Linked DNA regions of Mus musculus: region 1 is linked to region 2. A link is a contact called in public promoter capture Hi-C data. All regions are on one chromosome and are shown on one strand. The core of a region is the stretch at or near the end of the contact, and the rest is flanking DNA. Distances in the headings are between cores, read along the strand shown.

Region 1 (6,869 bases), core at 3,900-6,399, 200 kb before region 2:
CACATATTTCATTTTTTTCTATGCCTATTAATTTCTGTTTTCTAAGTCACTGGGCAGCAACAGAGCCTTCAAAGGCCAGACCTAGTGATCACAAAGCCGACTCCACTTTTCTCCAAAGCAGCCTATGTGGTAGAAGCCCCCAAGGGAGCCAGACATGTTGGCTCACACCCATAAGCTCAGCATTTAGGATGCTGAGGCAGGATTTCTGGGAGTCCAAAGCCAGTCTGAGTTACAAAGCAAATTCTAGGCCACATTGGGCTATAATGTGAGACTCTGTCTTAAAAAGCAAAACAAGCAAACTTACATCATTCAACCCAGGGAAGGTTCTATGTACAAAAAAAAAAAAAAAAAAAAACCAACCAACCAACCAACCAAACAAACAAACAAACAAAAACCCCCAGTATCCTAGACCTACAAGTGAAGGGAAAGAGTAAGTTCTTTTTGTTTTTTGAAACAATGTAGCTAGCCTTGGCTGTCCTGCAACTTGCTATTTAGAGCAGGCTAGCCTAGACCTCTCAGAAACGTGCCTGCCTCTGCCTCCTGAGTGTTAGGAATGAGGGTGTGTGCTACCACATTGGGTTTAGATGATGACTTCTTGGAGGAGAGACGCTTGTACTCATCCAAAGCCAAGGGTGATAAGAGGGACTGGGGCCACAGTGAGAGAGTGGGAGGAAGCTGTGTTCTCTCTTTGGTGGACCAGGTAGCAATAGTAATCAACGTTTACAGTGAACACTTTCAAGCCACGCATGACCACCTATGCCTGTATTTCCAGCACTTCTGAAGCAGAGGCAAGAGCACCAGGTATTTAATGCCATCCTTGGCTGTTGGGAGCTCAGAGGTCTTTGCCCTCACAGAGAGGCACTAGGGAATGCAGGAATGTTAAACGTGACCACACCAAATCCTCCCCTACCCCTTCAGATAAGACCTGCATCCTATCTATAGAACCCACCTGCATGGAAGAAGTGACATGTACATTGAGAAGAGTTTCTATGTAATTATGTCTCCTTATGCACATGAGATTGTGTTACGGGAACATATTTATAAATTGCACTGTACTTAAATATGCCGAAAATAAACTGCCCAGTGTCTTACTCTACAAGTTTGGGTCAAAACCAGCTATAGAGTCATGTTCAACCAGATTTCCTTCTTGCCCCATGTGGACCATCACTCTGCTGGCAATGGTGTTTACAGAAACACCCACAAATGGCAACCTCTAAGAAGTACTGAGAAAAGAAACGACGTGCATGCAGCTCATTCAGCATGATTTCAGTTGAGTTGGAAAACAATTTTGAGTGTGTGCAAATGTGATATTCATATTGTGCATGGTAAGCACAAAGCCTATGTGTTGGGAATGGAACCCAGGCTTTATGCATGCCAGGCAAGCTCTGTACCTCTGACTGCCCTGGCCCTTCCCTGTGCTTTAACACACCCAGGCAATGTCAGAGGATGTAGAACTCATGCATAAACTCATTGGTTGTTTGGTTGGTTGGTTTGGTTTTTGGTTTCTTTATATAGCTCTGGCTGGCCTGCAACTTGCTTTGTAGACCAGGATGGCCTTGAATTCAGAGACCAGCCCGTCTCTGCCTCCAGAGTCCTGGGATTGAAGGTGTGCCCCATCACTTAGCTGAAACAAACTGTTTTTTTATGACTTTTTAAAAAAAGATTTTTTTTTATTTTATGTATATGAGTAGACTGTAGCTGTACAAATGGTTGTGAGCCATCATGTTGCTGCTGGGAATTAACTCAGAACCTCTGATAGCTCTGGTTGGCCCCGCTCCATCCGGCCCTGCTCACTCCAGCCCAAAGATTTTATTTATTATTATATGTAAGTACACTGTAGCTGTCTTCAGACACACCAGAAGAAGGCGTCAGATCTCATTACGGATTGTGAGCCACCATGTGGTTGCTGGAATTTGAACTCAGAACCTTTGGAAGAGCAGTCAGTGCTCTTAACCGCTGAGCCATCTCTCCAGCCCCTGTTTTTGTTTTTTGGTTTTTCGAGACAGGGTTTCTCTGTATAGCCCTGGCTGTCCTGGAACGGAACTCACTTTGTAGACCAGGCTGGCCTCGAACTCAGAAATCCACCTGCCTCTGCCTCCCAAGTACTGGAATTAAAGGCGTGTGCCACCACACCCAGCCCTGTTTTTGTTTTTAATTAAGCAAATGTGTGTTATTCTGAAAAAAAAAAGAAAGTTCCAGTATAGGTATTTTAAGTTAAGCACAGTATATATTATGCTAGGCACACAAATATTGGATGCTTACAGTTACAAGAGAACTCTTGGCAGAGTCAAAAAGGATAAGTCCTAACTCTATCTCTGTCATTTCCTTGAGTTTGGCAAGTAATATAAACTGAATGGTCCTGTTGCCCTCCTTTATCTAATGAACACATGGCAAATGATGGTCAAGTACCCAATGTCTGCAAGACACAGCAAACAGCCAAGTGTAGCCAGTAGTTACTGAAGTTGTAGTAACCCCCTCTTACCCTGCAAGACTCATAAAGAAGATTCTAGATCCCGCCCCCACTATTCTCCTGCTCTAATTGTTAATTGTTTTACTTTTTTCTCAACTCTAACTTTTTTCTCAAAATTGATAATAATTATCAGTGTCTTACAACATAGGTAATCAAGCCAGGCATGGTAGTACACACTGAAATCCCAGTGTTATGGCTCTTGGTGCCTTTGAGGGCAGTATGGGCTACATACTACATACATACAAAGTGAGTTCAGGTCCAGCCTGGAAGATAAGGAGACCCTGTCGTCAATGAGATGAGCAAGGTTGTGCATGCCTTTAATCTTAGCACTCTGGAGGCAGAGGCAGGCAGACCTCTGTGAATTCGAGGCCAGCCTGGTCTACATAGTGAGAGCCAGGCCAGCCAGAGATACATGGTGTGAGACCCTGTCTCAAAACAAATTAGCAAATGAATAATGAAACCTGCTATCTGTTATGAGGACTCTAGGAGATGTGTATCATCAACAACTCATTGACCTTCTCTGAGCATAAGAGAGAAAGGCCCAGGAAAGTTCTGTAGTAGCATCAGCAGGTCTGCAGAGCCACAGTGAGAGGAAACGGGTTTGGGGGGGCTTATGCTCACCACCCAGCTGACAGGCTATTTCTCTGTGACCCTCCTCCATATTCCAGAGAAAATGTGGTGGCTTATTAATCCCAAAGAAAAAGTTTACCAGGTAGATGGGCTAGCTCAAGCAGCCACAAACACTACGGCTCTTTTACACAGCAGAGTTTTGTGCTCGGTGCACACAGTTCCAGTGGGATTAAACTGAAACAAAGAGGCAGCCAGATGCACAGGCTGTTTGAAAAGCCAAGATAGGAGGACCTCAAGTTTAATCCCAGCCTGGGCTAGACAGGAAGACCCTTGTCAGAAAGAGAAAAGTTAAGAGGAGGCGGTAGAAGGGAGGGGAACGAGGATGAGGGAAGAAGGAAAGGGAAAGAATATTCTCCCTGGGGGCTTTTCAAGGCTGGCTCAGAGCAACTATGCATGAGCTTTGGGGGACTTTATGACTGGGGCTAACCCTGGCTGAGAGCTCTCACACTCCACAGGAGAGTGCCAGGGGGTGAATGATCCAGCCTGTCATTCCTTGACTCTAGTGAAACCTTTAGCGTTTCTCAGCGGTTCTCCACTTGATACTGCTGGTGGATCTTCTCAGCTACCCCAGCTGCCCTGCTCCGGCCTCTTCTGATGGTGCCTGTCTATGTAGAGAGCATCATAAATACCCCACCAGGTTGGATAATAGGGAACATGTGGCCACTTTCACTAACTAGATCTTTCCCTATGTCTCTGAATGTCAAAGGTCTGGTTTCATTGAGCAACTAAGAAGTGGGTGTGGAGGAAAAGCCCTGGATAAGGCACGGTGGAGAATTCTGGGTCAGTCGCAGACATAGCAGCACATGGGCATGACAGCTCACTGCTCAATAGCCTAGTAATACGAACAAAAACGGGAGTTGGGGGATCAAAAGTAAAGGACAGGGGCATAAAAGGGACTAGGGGTCTATCCAGGCAATAATGCTTGATTCTTGCTGAGAACATTCTTTCCAGAAATCCGAAAGGGGAAAAAAAAAATCCTAAATAGCAATCTCAAACTCACAATGACTCAAAGAGTTCCTGTTTTCTCTGTTTGAACAGCAAAAAAAGATAAGCCAGAAAAATGACCATGCAAAGTCACATTGGATACCAGAGTCCTGAGGGATGGATGGGTTCAGGGGGAAAAAGCAGAAACATTTCCTCTCCTAGGGACAATCCTTCCCTCTCGCAAAGAACAAAATCCCAGGAATTCTGTAAATTTCTGCTTGTCCATATCTAGGGACCTAGGCAAGTCCAGAAAACCCACAGCTATCACTCCTAGACTTCACAGTCACCACTAGGAGCTGGCTCAAAACTGGACTCTAAAAGCAACAAGAAAAAGAACTCATAGGAAGTTACTTGATTCTGGACGAAAATAATTAGATCAACATTGTCATAGTTTAGTGAAAAGGACTTGCCGATTTGTGAGAGTGGACCCAGCCCTGGACATGTCCAGGGCTCCCCTTTCCTAGGGAGCCCAAAACAGGTACTCAGAGGAAAAAAAAAAAAAAAAAAAAAAAAAAACGCACAATGAGACCCAGGTGCGTCACGCCACAAAGATCCTAGGCAGAAAAAAGGGAGCTGCCCCTGTGAGCTCACGTCCCTAAATGACCCAAACTGGAAAAAATGGGTTGATGCGGACCCTTGGATCCCGGAGCACAGGAGCCAAACAAGACAATAGAGCCATAAAGAAGAAAATGACAGGAAGAGCTGGAGGAGCTCTGGAAAGGGACCGGAGAGGAGTGCAGAAATGGAGCTGGAAGAAGCGCCCGGAGAAGGGGGCGTGGAGTGAATCTGCCACGGACGTCCACGGTTGCTTCCAGGCGCCACAGACACGGGGATAGCTCCCTCCCTCCGCCCACCTGCCCCGCCGCTCCCCGCGTCCCGCACCGTGTTGTAGAACTCGGCAATGGCAGGCACGATAGTGTAGTTGTCCTCGCACCAATCCACCTCCGAACTGCCAGCCCGCAGGTGGTCCCACCAGTGCGGGGCGCCCATGGCCGCTCTGGAGCATCGGAGCAGCTTCTCTGCAGCGGCGACCGGCCCGAGCGGCTGCGAGGCACACTGTGCGTCTGTGGCTTTATGCGGTGCGGGACAGCCTCCGGATACGGCGCCTCCCCGCGGCCCTCCCAAGCCGGGCTGTGCCCGCCTGCCACCGCCGGGACACTCACGCCCCAGCCCCGCCCCCCGGAGTCCCGGAGCACGGCGGCCACGCCCACCCGGGGCGGGACCTGACAGGCTTGGGGAACCCCCAAGGGTAGGACCGGGGCTGGGGTGGAAGTCGGGACTCTCCGGTTCCACCGTGGTTGGTGGCAAAGGTCTTCGGAGTCGCTCTTGTCCGCGTGCGTCCAGGTTGTGTAAAGAACGCCAAAACGGCCCCTACCCTTTGTAAAAATGTAAAGTACGGAAAAACGCACAGAGACCCGGACCTCTTTGGACTCCGGGGTAGTTCGCAGCAATTTTCTTCACTGCACTAGGGACACCAATTCTCACGCCTAAGGAATATTCTTGTTCCTCTTGAAGGCAGAACAGCTTTACCAGACCCAATTCGTTGCTGGCTAGGATAAAAAGATTCTCAAGGCTGTAGCAACAGGTTCTCTGGACCCTGCCAAGCATCCTGGGCCACCCACACCAGGAGAGCATTTCTGTAGTACTGAATGTTTAGTCATTTATGGGTAACATAAGACTTGGGGAAACCTTCGGCCATCCCAACCCACAGAAGATGCAGGTAAGAACACACAAGTACAGAACGTAATACATACATAGTTGTATATAGTACATATAGTATTATGAGCTGGGCACTGTTGAGAGAGTGTTCGTTCATATGTCACTCATTAGGTGTCCCCGGTGGCATCCTGGGTAGCGGGTTCTGTTAACCTTTCTACCTTTCTCTTCCTCAGACACCCACACAGCCATTGTCTCCACGGCTGGCAGAAGCTGCCAGTCTCCACCTCCTGTTTACGAAATCCAGCTTTATTCCTTACAGGCCAAACCACTCCTGTGACCTCATTATCCCACCTTCTGTCCCCTCTCCCTTCTCTAGAGCCGGTTCTACTGAAGGTCTTCTGGAACCCAAGAAGAAGAACATAGACTGTGACCTCCTTCTAGGGTCAGTTACAGGCTAGCAGGAGTGAGCAGGCCAGAGCCACAAACGAAAAATGCACTATAAGGGCTCCCTGCACAGTAATGGCTCCCCCACTGTTGTATATTCAACACCAGCTGGTCCAGCAGAACTGCTTTCTCATGTGATCATATTTTTCTCCTCCCGATAGCTTAGGCAAAAATAAGCTGGGTGTAGTGGCACAAGCTTGTAATCCTGGAAAGAAAAACTATCCATTATCTATCTATCCAATATGATATAAAACAGTTACTGTGTATGGCAATTTTCTGAATTTGTGGTCCACGTGATCAAAATGTTTCTTGTTAGTACTGTAACATTATTTATCATTTGCAACATTTTTATTTTTGATTTTTTTTTGAAACAGGGTTTCATGCAAGCCAGGCTGGCCCCCAAAGTGTTAGAATTTATAGGCACATACCATCACATCCAGGTTCTCTCTCTCTCTCTCTGTCTCTCTCTCTCCCTCTCCCTCTCCCTCTCCCTCTCCCTCTCCCTCTCCCTCTCCCTCTCCCTCTCCCTCTCCCTCTCCCTCTCCCTCTCTCTCATCAGTGTGTATTGTAGCATTCCAAAGGCTGCAGTGTGATATATGACACCTAATAGAATTTACACATTCATAGGCATTAGATATGCCAGTTTAAATTCCTAGTATTGTAAAAATGTTGATGATAGACC
Region 2 (6,435 bases), core at 816-3,315:
CCCAGATGATCCCCCAGGGGCCTCCTTCTTCCCTGGCAGACAAAAACAGAAGAAAAATTGCACATCTTTAACAAGAGGAAGTGACTCACTGGCTTGAAATGTAAAAAAGAGGCCTTTTGTAGGTGAAAGGGCAAAGAAAGAGGTCATGTTGGAGAGCCGTCATTAGAATGTGGGGGAGGGGAGTAACAAGCGGTGGACAGATCAAATATTTGCTTAGAGCAGTGGTTCTCAACCTTCCTATTGCTGTCACCCTTTAAAACAGCTGTGGTGACCTCCAACTGTATCATTATTTTGTTGCTACTTCTTAGCTGTAATTTTGCTACTGTTATGAACCGAAATGTAAATATCTGCTATGCAGATAGTCTTAGGCGGCCCCTGTGAAAGGGTTGTTAGACTCCTGAGCCATGACCCACAGGTTGAGAACCTCTGACTTAGAATAATACCAAAAAATAAAATTAAATTTAAAAAAAGGATGTAGTTGATTGTTCTCATTTTTACATCATCATCACTATCAGAAGGAGAATTGTGGGGTGGTTTGGTTTGGTTTGGTTTGGTGGGGTCAGTGTCTTGCTGTGTAGCCTGCCTGGTTTGGTATTCACTATGTAGCTCAACCTAGTCTCAAACCTGTAATCCTCCTGTCTCAGTCTCCTGAGTGCTTTGGCTCACAATCAGCTAAACTTCAGCTCCTAGCAATCCAATGTCCTTTTCTAAAAGGTCTCAGATGACATCTGCACAGATGTGGCATACATACATACATACATACATACATACATACATACATGCATACGCATGTAAAACACAATCTTTAATAAAAACATCCAGAGCATCTTTGGACTTCCAGACATTTCTTCTTTTTCTTTTTCCTTTATAATTATACGGTGGTGTCTTCCAGTGCCTGCAATGGATTGATTCAGGCACACATATTAATGAAGCCAGTTTGGCTCTTTGGACCTTTGAAAAAGTAAGCAGCGCTTGTGTGTATGCAACTTTGGGGAAATGATTGACGTGGAGGTGAGTGCTGCCCAGAGTTCAAATTCCATAGCTCCAAAGGCACCTTCCACAAGCCCCGGTTAGTAGGGCCCAGCACTGTTGCTGTTGCTCTTATTACATATTCTGGTGACAGGGGATCTATGTAGCTAGGGCACAAGAGCTTCCTTCCTATCTTCAACTGTTCCTTCTAGTTTCCCTTGCAAGGAACTAGAAGGCCTGCACCTGTATCTTTTTCCAGGAAAGAAATTCCCTGAACCCTTATGACTCCAGATGGCTGTACAACTTTCAAGATCAAATAACCCAGTTCACGTCCCTGCCCTCTCGACAAGGATTAAAAAATGATTCAGACCACTTAAAAATATTGCATAAGTCACGATAAAGTTGGCCATCTTCCTTAGTTGTTGGCTGATATCACTAAGGAGCAATTTGGAATTGTTTTACTAAAGAAAACACAGAAGAGAGGCTCAAGCTTTGCTTGTGGAAATTCAGATCAACCTTTTAATTAGAAGCTTTTGATAAGTTGTCTCTCTTTGAGAACGGTATTTTTTCTGGCCTAGAACTCACAACAATCCTCCTGCCGCAATTTCCCTAGTGCTGGCTGGGGATTACAGACCAGAGCCGCCACATCCCATGGATGAATTGTTTACATCCATAGAGCAGTAAACCAGAAGTCCCTACAGGTCATTAACGTGTTGGAATTCCACACATCTTTGTAACTTTCTTGACTTAAAGTAAAAGGTTAGAACCCGAACTTCCAGTTTTGAAGTGGTCTTTTCTGAAGACTCTGGTTAATTTGTCTGCATTTTCCAAAACCCCAAGACGCCCTGCATCTTTGCAATGCAGCTTTCAGGACCCCTGACCTAAGTCAGACAGCAGAAGGCCTCGCCCCGGCTGGCTCCTGCTCTTCTTGTACTGATCTGGGATCTCAGGGCACTGGGCTCAGGAAACCAAGGAGGCCCCCGATATTGTGGCACCAGGTTGGGGTTCCCACGCCCTCATCCCCAATGAGTGGCCCCAGAGTCCCAGTCCAGCCCAGCACAGGGTTCAGCGGCCCCAGGCAGCTGGGCTATCACGTGGCTCGGAGGCTTGGGCGGGGCAGTCAAGCGATATTTTAACAGTCGTTCTGGCCGCTTTGCTGTGTGGTGATCTGGACCGTGCGGACTTGCTCGTCCCTCAGCTCTCCTGTTAGGTAGGTCCTGCACCAGATCTGGCCCTCAGGCCGCTGCTGCTCTGCCTGCACTGGGCTCGGAACTGCAGCAATGGGTCGGTGGGGGAGGAGGGGGGAGGGAGCAGCCCCGGGCTGGTTGGGAAAGCTCTCGCTTTTGTTCTAGAGTTTTCCTTTCTGTTTGCACGTCCTTCTGTGGTAGAGCAACTTGCATTTGTCCGGTCGAGGTTTTATTTAAATGGAAACACCTCACAGAAGAACTTATAAGGTGCATAGTGAGAATTGTCTGGGTTTCCTTTAGTGTCCCACTAGGCAGCACTGGCTGCCCGCAGGCTCTCTATGGTCCAAGCTGGGCTGAAACTCTTGCTCCTCCTCTGCCTCAGCCCCACCTCACCCTTGGAAAACGGAAGGAGATATTTTATGGGCTGCTCCTTGGTATAGATACTGCTCGAAGCTTCTGCTTTCTGGACAGTTCTTCCTAAGGAACTGGGACTTTGGATTGGAGGCAGAGCAGTCTAGACAGGTTCTGTTGCTGGGCAGAAGGCAGTTTCATGTGGGTGTGGGTCACTGGGGATAGGAGATTTTACAGTTCCCTGGAGTGACTTTCTTGAGCTCAGTCAGCATTAAGGCAGCCACTGCTGGTTTCAATCTTGTTCACAAGAGTGGTAAACACCCTCAAGTATCAGTTTGATAGTCCTGATGCTGAGAGCCCGGCATGGTGGCCTGTACCTAATACCAACACTAGTGAAGTAGAGTAGAGAGAGTCAGCCTGGGCTTTAGACAGGCAGAGACTAAGTATAGCAAGGGCCATCTTTAATTCTAGCACTTGGGAGGCAAAGGCAGGTAGGTCTGGTGAGTTCCAGGCCAACCTGGCTAGCCAGGACTGTTACAAAGAGAAATACTGTCTCAGAAAGCCTACAGAAATAAATCCATTAACTAATTAAGGGCAGGTGTTTGGGGGAATCTAAGATGTCTTCTGTTTAAATGGAATTTTCTGCCTTTTGGGTTAGCATTTTTGAGAACAGGCATTTCAGAGGCATTTCTAGTGTCCCATTTAAGAGACAGGACAATGACTACTCTTTCCTATTGAAAGTGTGTAAACAGCCCTGGAGCCTCCAGTCAGGTTGTTGGCCTTGAAAAGGGCTCTGAACTAGAGGGGTGGGGTTGGGGAACTGAAACTGTCTATGCTGGAATTGTGGGCCTGCCTAGGTTGGGACAGGAATTGGTCCTCAATGTTCTGAAACCAGTTTCTTTTCTCTCCAGGCGTCTCTTTTCTCCAGGAGGAAAAAATGGCAGCAGCAGTAGTGGATCCGCAACAGGTATGATTTTTTTTAAGTATTCGTTTCTTGGTCCTTTTTCCTTTCTTGTGATTTGAGTCATTACTATCCACTCCTCCGTGTTTGCAGAGCGTGGTGATGAGAGTGGCCAACCTGCCCTTGGTGAGCTCTACCTACGACCTTGTGTCCTCCGCTTATGTCAGTACAAAGGATCAGTACCCGTATTTGAGATCCGTGTGTGAGATGGCCGAGAAGGGCGTGAAGACCGTGACCTCTGCGGCCATGACAAGTGCCCTGCCCATCATCCAGAAGCTGGAGCCACAAAGTGAGTCTAGATTCTGCGGTCAACACTGAGCCCAAGGGACTGGGTAGGGTGAGTGCTAAGTCACACCAGGGATCCCCCAGGCCTTCCTGAAGCACAATCCCTCCTCTACCCAGAAACTGTCTGCTGACCTTCCTTCACACGGATGGGCTCTTCACAGCCATACCGGTGCTCACTCTTATTACTCTAATAGAAACTTCCCAGCCAGGCGTGGTGCTCACACCCCAGCACTTTGAAGGGAGGTGAAGAGGTGTCAGTTGAAGGCAGACCATGGCTACATAGTGAACTGCAGGCTGCCTGGGCTGTATGAGACAGTGTCTCAAAAAGGAAAAACAAACAAACAAACAAACAAACAACAACAACAACCCTATACTCGAGGGTGTGTGCCGTTAGTCCAATTAGGCAGGCAGATCTTTGTGTTCAAGCCCACTTTAGTCTACCTAACAAAATCCAGGCTAGTCAGAGCTATATAGTGAGAACGTGTCTCAAGACAAGACAACAAACCAAAAAGAAAAGAAAAAGTAAATTTCCAAAACACTTTTGTGTTAATAACTGAAATTACAAAGGCATCATCCAAGGGGGTTTCCTGAGTTAGCTTTCTCATACAGCGTGTGCAGATTGAAAAAACAAAATTTGATTACATTTGTGTTTACATTTTGTGTCTGCATGTGTGTATGCATTTGTGTGTAGATGCATGCCGTGCCAATGCTCAGAGAATACCAGATCTAATTCAGGTCCTCAGGCTGGGTATTGAGCTCCCTTACCACTGAATTAGCTCCCCGCCCAAACTTTTCTTTTTTTTCTTTTTTCTTTTTTAGATTTAATTATTTATTATAGGAGTGTACTGGCTAGTTTTGTGTCAACTTGACACAGCTGGGGTTATCACAGAGAAAGGAGCTTCAGTTGAGGAAATGCCTCCATGAGATCCAACTCTAAGGCATTTTCTCAATTAGTGATCAAGGGTGAAAGGCCCCTTGTGGGTGGGACCATCTCTGGGCTGATAGTCTTGGGTTCTATAAGAGAGCAGGCTGAGCAAGCCAGGGGAAGCAAGCCAGTAAGGAACATCCCTCCATGGCCTCTGCATCAGCTCCTGCTTCCTGACCCGCTTGAGTTCCAGTCCTGGCTTCCTTGGTGATGAACAGCAGTATGGATGTGTAAGCCGAATAAACCCTTTCCTCCCCAACTTGTTTCTTGGTCATGATTTTTGTGCAGGAATAGAAACCCTGACTAAGACAAGGAGCATACTGTAGCTGTCTTCAGACACTCAAGAAGTGGGAGTCAGATCTCATTACAGATGGTTGTGAGCCACCATGTGGTTGCTGGGAATTGAACTCAGGCCCTTCGGAAGAGCAGTCAGTGCTCTTAACCACTGAGCCATCTCTCCAGCCCCCAAACTTTTCTTTTTGAGACAAGGTTGCGCATTGTAGCTCATGCTGGCCTGACCCGCAAACTCACTATGTAACTTTGTCCTCAGGGATATCCCCCTGGCTTAGCCTCTCAAATGGCTAGGATTACAGACCTAAGCCAACGTGCCTGGCTTATACAGTACTGGGGATAGAACTTTGCTGATCTACATCATCAGCCTAAAACTTTTAATTTAATTTTATTTTTCTTTTGTTCCCCCTCTCAACCCCCTCAAAACTTTTAATTTTTAATATTAACATTATTGAGATAAGAAAACGCATTGTACAGTTAATCTACTTATGTTAAAAATGGCTATACCTCACTGGAAGGGTGCTTTCCTGGCATGTATGAGACCCTGGATTCAATCCCCAGAACTGCAAACAGTGAGAACAAGCTCGTTTTCAGGAGTAGTCAGGCCCACTTCCTTCCATCCCCTCAGGTTGCTCTTTAACCTATTTTTATATAAGATAATTTCTGGCCTTTGGTACAATCAGAGTCATAAAATAAGATCTTCTGCAACAGGCTTCTTTTACTTAGCATAGAGGTTTTCAGGATTTCTCCGTGACACAGCATTGTATGTACTTCATAGCCACACAGATGCTCATGTTATATCTGTATTTAATTCCTTTTTATGGAGGAATAATATCACATAGTGTGGGTAGAACATATTTGTCTTAGGGCTACTATTGCTGTGATGAGACATCATAAATCCAAAAGCAATTGGAGGAGCAAAAGCTTTATTTGGCTTACATATTCTGAATCATACATAGTCCATTAAGGGAAGCCAAGACAGGAACTCAAACTGGTAGGAACCTGGAGGCAGAAGCTGACTCTGAGGCCATGGGAGAGTGCTGCTTAACTGGCTTGATTCTCATGGCTTGCTCGGCTTGCTTATAGAACCCAGGACCACGTCAGGGGTGGCCCTACCCATATTGGGCTGGACACTCCCTCATCAATCACTAATTAAGAAAATGCCTCCTGGTTTGTGCTATCTTTTGGAGACAGTTTCTCTGTTGAGATTCCCGCCTGTCTGATGTCTCTAGCTGTGTTAAGTTGACATAAAAACTAGCTAGACAGTGCGCCTCCCACTGTGTGTGTGTATGTGTGTGTCTGTGAGTTTCTCTGTGTGTAGGCATGTGGAGGTGTTGGATTGATGCCAGGAACCTCCCTGAATCACCCTTTGAGGCAGAATCTCGCAATCAAACACCAGAGCTCACTGCCATGGCTCCTCAGGCTAGCCAGGCTGCTCCTCAGATGTTCAGTTAAAGCAGAGGCCA

The links. Capture Hi-C pulls out chosen DNA fragments and counts their contacts.
Region 1: a contact with region 2 is called in a promoter capture Hi-C map of liver. The contact joins the promoter of Acer2 here to the promoter of Plin2 in region 2. A contact is called at or near these places in 5 of 39 promoter capture datasets (the HPC-7 cell line, erythroid cells, liver and 2 more), 1 of 484 Hi-C or Micro-C datasets (B cells), 3 of 115 datasets of contacts at active chromatin or transcription factors (effector CD8 T cells, memory CD8 T cells and pancreatic cancer cells) and 2 of 9 other capture datasets (adipose tissue and liver).

What each region holds. Positions count from the first base shown.
Region 1 is chr4:86,872,694-86,879,562 of GRCm38.p6, reverse strand. Acer2 (alkaline ceramidase 2) reads right to left here and starts at 5,149. Exons shown (of 6, transcript NM_139306.3): 1 at 4,967-5,149. The coding sequence starts at 5,074.
Region 2 is chr4:86,665,689-86,672,123 of GRCm38.p6, reverse strand. Plin2 (perilipin 2) reads left to right here and starts at 2,065. Exons shown (of 8, transcript NM_007408.3): 1 at 2,065-2,179; 2 at 3,419-3,474; 3 at 3,562-3,757. The coding sequence starts at 3,445.